Linked DNA regions of Mus musculus: region 2 is linked to region 1. The links are chromatin contacts, called in public HiChIP or PLAC-seq maps. All regions are on one chromosome and are shown on one strand. The core of a region is the stretch at or near the end of the contact, and the rest is flanking DNA. Distances in the headings are between cores, read along the strand shown. Region 1 overlaps Ralb (v-ral simian leukemia viral oncogene B). Region 2 holds the start of Tmem185b (transmembrane protein 185B).

Evidence for each region. HiChIP or PLAC-seq counts read pairs in DNA pulled down with a chosen protein or histone mark.
Region 2: a contact with region 1 is called in an H3K4me3 HiChIP or PLAC-seq map of microglia, with 4 times the contacts expected there. The contact joins the promoter of Tmem185b here to the enhancer-like site in region 1. A contact is called at or near these places in 1 of 39 promoter capture datasets (macrophages), 1 of 15 datasets of contacts at CTCF or cohesin (embryonic stem cells), 59 of 484 Hi-C or Micro-C datasets (8-cell embryo, the AML12 cell line, the Ba/F3 cell line and 32 more), 11 of 115 datasets of contacts at active chromatin or transcription factors (the HPC-7 cell line, bone marrow-derived macrophages, double positive thymocytes and 4 more) and 5 of 9 other capture datasets (adipose tissue, embryonic stem cells, liver and 2 more).

Annotation. Positions count from the first base shown.
Region 1 is chr1:119,487,052-119,489,667 of GRCm38.p6, forward strand. The region is part of intron 1 of Ralb (v-ral simian leukemia viral oncogene B); the gene reads right to left. Among named protein-coding and RNA genes, the nearest start is that of Ralb, 16 kb to the right of the region's middle. Within about 2 kb of position 1,335, at least 20 of the 459 cell types and tissues checked have an H3K27ac peak or open chromatin away from gene starts, as enhancers often do. A contact at or near this core is called in double positive thymocytes, microglia and pre-pro-B cells, where this site is marked.
Region 2 is chr1:119,524,837-119,527,452 of GRCm38.p6, forward strand. It overlaps Tmem185b (transmembrane protein 185B), which reads left to right and starts at 1,318. Exons shown (of 1, transcript NM_146103.2): 1 at 1,318-2,616. The coding sequence starts at 1,675.

The DNA.
Region 1 (2,616 bases), core at 85-2,584:
AGAGATGGGGCTGGGGAATGCGGTTGGAACCCACACCACACAAAGGCCCACAATTTCTCACCGCCAACCCTGTTTCTGTGAACTTGATGTAAATAAACCAACATTTGTCCAGGCTGGGGGCAGGGTCCTTTCAAACACATGCAGACAACCAAATTATGCACTACACAGATATATGGTTTTAGTATGCACGTTTGGCATGTATGTGCATGTGCTGTATGTACCTTATAGTGTAGGATGCGCACAGACACACACACACATCCATGAAGGAGTAAACTCTGGCTCTCTTTCCTCAGTCATTTGCCACCTTTACTTTTAATTTATTTTAATTCCAATAACTTACATCCTGTGTGTGTGTGTGTGTGTGTGTGTATGCGCGCGTGCGCATGTGTGAACATCCATGTCATAGCACATGTGTGGAAATGAGAGAGCAGCCTGTAGGAGATGGTTCTCTCTTTCGACCACATGGGTTGCAGAATCAAACTCTGGTACAGTCTCAGCAGGAAGCCATCTCCCCGGAGCCCCCTTTATTTTTTTGAGGCAGGGTTTCCTGAGGAACCTGGAATGAACGTCAGAATTCTGCCTGTGTCTGCATTCCCTAGTGCTGGGGTCCCAGGTGCACACAGCCCTCCCTGGCTTTTCATGAATTCCGGAGATCTGCGCTCAGCTCCTCATGCCTGTAAGGCAGACATTTACCGAATAAGCCTAGGACCATTTACTGCTGTTGTTTGTCTGTTTTCATTTTAAATAAAGTCGATTTCCTTGCCAATGATAACCACTGAAGAACAAAACCTTTGTTTTGTTTCAAGTTCAAAAATAACAGGGACTACGATGTGGCTCAGTCCATACAGCGCCAGCCCGGCATTCTAGGTTTGATCCCCTGCACCATCACATAAACCTTGTGTGGAGGCAAATGTAAAACCAGAAGTTTCCTCAGCTGCATAGGGAGCTTGAGGCCAGAAATAGAAGCATGAGACCCGGCCTTCCCCTACCCCCACCCCCAGCCCCCTTTAAATTACGCGGGAGTGTGTGTGTGTGTGTGTGTGTGTGTGTGTGTGTGTGTGTGTTCGCGCGTGCGCACAGGCGCAGTGCATCTGATCCCCTGCAGCTGGAGTTACAGGCAGTTGGGAGCCCCCAATACAGGTGCGGAGAGTCCATGCTATGTAACCTCTCTGTCTTCTCTCCAGACATGAGATCTAGTTGTTGTTGCTGTTGTTTAAGTGCAAATCAGAAGTAAGGAAAGTTGATGTTCCCACTTAGGCCATAGCTGCAGCTGACCTGCTAGGATTAGGGAAGGACCTAAGACAGCCAACTGTCACTCAGTCACTCCAGACATACCCACCCCTGGGCTGGCCCGAAAGATGAAATCTGATCCCTGTTTGGGTCACACACAGACCATTTACTGTGGCTCATTTTGCTTTTTCTTTTGCAGGTAACCATTCCAGAGACACAGCCTTTGCCTTAAAACAAACAAACAAACAAAAAACAAAACAAACAAACAAACAGAAAACACCCCACCCTATTATCTGACTGTACAAAAGAGCCAGGAAATGACTGGAGAATGTGAGAACCTTAGAATGTATCTAAATGAGAACACAGACAGACAGAAACAAGACATGCAAAAGTGCACACACACATACACACAGGAATGCACACGTGTGCACAGAGAGAGAGAGACAGAGAGAGAAAGAGACGGAGAGATAGAGAGACAGAGACAGAGAGAAAGAGACAGAGACAGAGAGAGACAGAGAGAGAGACAGAGAGAGTCAGAGAGAGAGACAGAGAGAGTCAGAGAGAGAGACAGAGAGAGTCAGAGAGAGAGAGAGACAGAGAGAGTCAGAGAGAGAGACAGAGAGAGTCAGAGAGAGAGAGACAGAGAGAGTCAGAGAGAGAGACAGAGAGAGAAAGAGAGAAAGAGACGGAGAGATAGAGAGACAGAGACAGAGAGAAAGAGACAGAGACACAGAGAGAGAGACAGAGAGAGTCAGAGAGAGAGACAGAGAGAGTCAGAGAGAGAGAGAGACAGAGAGAGTCAGAGAGAGAGAGACAGAGAGAGTCAGAGAGAGAGAGACAGAGAGAGTCAGAGAGAGAGAGACAGAGAGAGTCAGAGAGAGAGAGACAGAGAGAGTCAGAGAGAGAGAGACAGAGAGAGACAGAGAGACAGCTTCCCTGCTGACAGGCACTGGACCTCTCTGCTTGCTTCCCACTCTCCTCCATGTCGTCCAGCCTCTCACCTCAGACTCAAAGCAAAGGCCTAAGCAACCATGAGCTTCTGGGTCCATGATCCAAACTAATCTTTCCTCCTCTTCCTCCTCCTTCTTTGTTGTTTGTTTGTTTGTTTATTGTTGTTGTTGTTGTTGCTGTTTTAGAGAAGGGTTTCCCTGTGTAGCCCTGACCATCCTGGAACTCACTTCGAGGCTGGCCTCAGGCTGCTGCACCTTCCCTCTTTATGTTTGATTTTTGCCAAATACTTTGTTACAACAAAGAAAAGCTCATTAAAACACATCATTGCAAAATTCAGAACCGGGGGCTGAGGCAGGAAAGTGCTTGCCCTGTAAGCTGGAGGACCTGAATTTGAAAGGAGAAAGCCAGTTGGGGTGGGGGGTGCATGCTTGTGAA
Region 2 (2,616 bases), core at 68-2,567, 38 kb after region 1:
TTTTTAAACGGTAGGAGCACCAAAAAAGCCAAGAAACTAAACTGATGCCCAGTAGGGGCCATCACTCCAATCGGCTCTGTAGAAACAGAGGGCCTGGACACTGGTTCACCTGTTGCAATTTCTGGGCTTGGGGGGCACTCTGCCGTCTGGCACTAATCTCCAGCAACCCTTATGCAACTCCTTGGTGCCCATCATGAATGAGGAAAGCCTGGGGCTTAGCAGCTGTCCCCACTTTTCTCTGGAAGGGCTGAAAGAAGAGGCAGTAGCGTCCGTGAAGGTTCTCTGCTTCCCCCTGGGAGCCCTATACTCCAACTGCAGAGATTGGCAGCCATCCATTTCCACCCCCTCATTTTCCTCTAATGGCCTAAGACTTTCATGCATTTTTATCCCACTTCAGGGAACCTGAAGGGCGAGGCCCCGGGGCTGAAAAGCAAGGACTAGCAACCAGGGCTCTGCTGAGCAAGGGTCAGAGAAGGGAGGAAAGAACCCTTTAGTTCTGCCCAGCAGGTCAGAAAAAAATAGTATCTAAACCACAAACCCATTGCAGCTTATCAGAGAGGGGGTGGGTTGGGATGGATTTGCTTCCCTTTTCAGCCGGTGGCTGGCAGGGTCTGGGGTACAACCAAAATTTCTTGACCCTTGCACCTTTTCCTAACATAGTTCTAAAAGAATCAGACTCATGCAGTGTCTGATAAATGAAAATGAGACTCAAGGTTGGGAGCCCTAAATCCAAGCCCTAATTCTGCCGCTAACCAGGCCTTCTCTGGGTCCAGTTTCTTCACTTGCTCCCTCAGGGAGCTGTTTCTGGCCTGGTGGGGCACCCTCCCAGGTACCCCTCCACCAGGTGACAAAGGGCAGAAGAGTATTGGTAAGCACCTAGGCGCTCCGCACCACCTTTTAGGGGCAGCCTGAGAATCGCTAGTGGCTCTGTGGAGTTTTGCCCTGGGCAGAGCCCTAACCCGTTGACTGCCTGCACCCCCCCCCCCCCCCGGCCTTCGCGCCGAACCCAGGGTCAAAGCCACTGCTCCTCGCGCGTCCTTCCATCCGTGCTGGGCAGTCACAGTTACCGGCGCGCTCTCAGACTCCCTTCGCTCGCCCGCCACCCGCCTTTGCCCGTGCACCCCCAGGCTCCGGGGCCAGACAACGCGCTGCTCTTGCCCTCCCCACTCGGAAAGACCCCAAACCCCTGCGGGGACCGGCTCGCCCTGCCCTCCGCCCAGCTCTGCTCCCACCGCTCTCCGACCCCGCCCCGTCCCGGGCCCCGCCCCCGAGCCTGCCGGGAGGATGTGAGCTCACTCCCTCCTCCATGTTCCGGCCTCCTCCAGGAAGCGTCCTCCGAAGGTCTCGGCCAGCTCACAGGCAGCGGGTCTGCGGGTCGCCGAGTCCGCAGCGCGCCAGGTCCCATCCGACTCCGCACGCAACGCGGCGTCGGCCTCGTGGCTGCGAAATGAAGGCAGACGGCGTGAGCATCCACTGAAGCCTGAGCTACGGGGTTGGGGCAGTGTCCCCGGCGTAGGCACCGTACCGTTCGCGGCCAGCGCACGCTGTGCCCTCGGCTCGCTTCCGGCCGGGCCACGTGACTGCTCGCACGTGTTCCGGCCCCTCGGAGCTGCGGTCTGGAGCCTCTAACACGCAGCGGGCGGATGCCCATCTAGAGGCAGTACAGCCTTCGCCATGAACCCCAGGGGCCTGTTCCAGGACTTCAACCCCAGTAAGTTCCTCATTTATGCCTGCTTGCTACTCTTCTCCGTGCTGCTGCCCCTGCGCCTGGACGGCATCATCCAGTGGAGCTACTGGGCAGTCTTCGCCCCCATCTGGCTGTGGAAGCTCCTGGTCATCGTGGGCGCCTCGGTGGGTGCGGGCGTGTGGGCCCGCAACCCACGCTACCGTACAGAGGGGGAAGCCTGCGTGGAATTCAAAGCCATGCTTATCGCCGTGGGCATCCACCTGCTACTACTCATGTTTGAGATACTAGTCTGCGACAGGGTGGAGAGGGGCACCCACTTTTGGCTGCTGGTCTTCATGCCACTCTTCTTCGTTTCCCCTGTGTCCGTGGCCGCCTGTGTCTGGGGCTTCCGACACGACAGGTCTTTGGAACTGGAGATCCTGTGCTCTGTCAACATCCTGCAGTTCATCTTCATCGCCCTGAGGCTGGACAGGATTATCCACTGGCCGTGGCTAGTGGTGTTCGTGCCCCTGTGGATCCTCATGTCATTCCTCTGCCTGGTAGTTCTCTATTACATCGTGTGGTCCCTCCTATTCCTGCGGTCCCTGGATGTGGTTGCAGAGCAGCGAAGAACACATGTGACCATGGCCATCAGCTGGATCACCATTGTCGTGCCCCTGCTCATTTTTGAGGTCCTGCTAGTTCACAGACTGGATGACCACAATACGTTCTCTTACATTTCCATTTTCATCCCGCTTTGGCTCTCATTACTGACTTTGATGGCTACAACGTTCAGGCGGAAAGGGGGCAATCATTGGTGGTTTGGGATTCGCAGGGATTTCTGTCAGTTTCTACTAGAAGTTTTTCCGTTTTTAAGAGAATATGGAAATATCTCTTACGATCTCCATCACGAAGACAGTGAAGATGCTGAAGACGCATCGGTGTCAGAA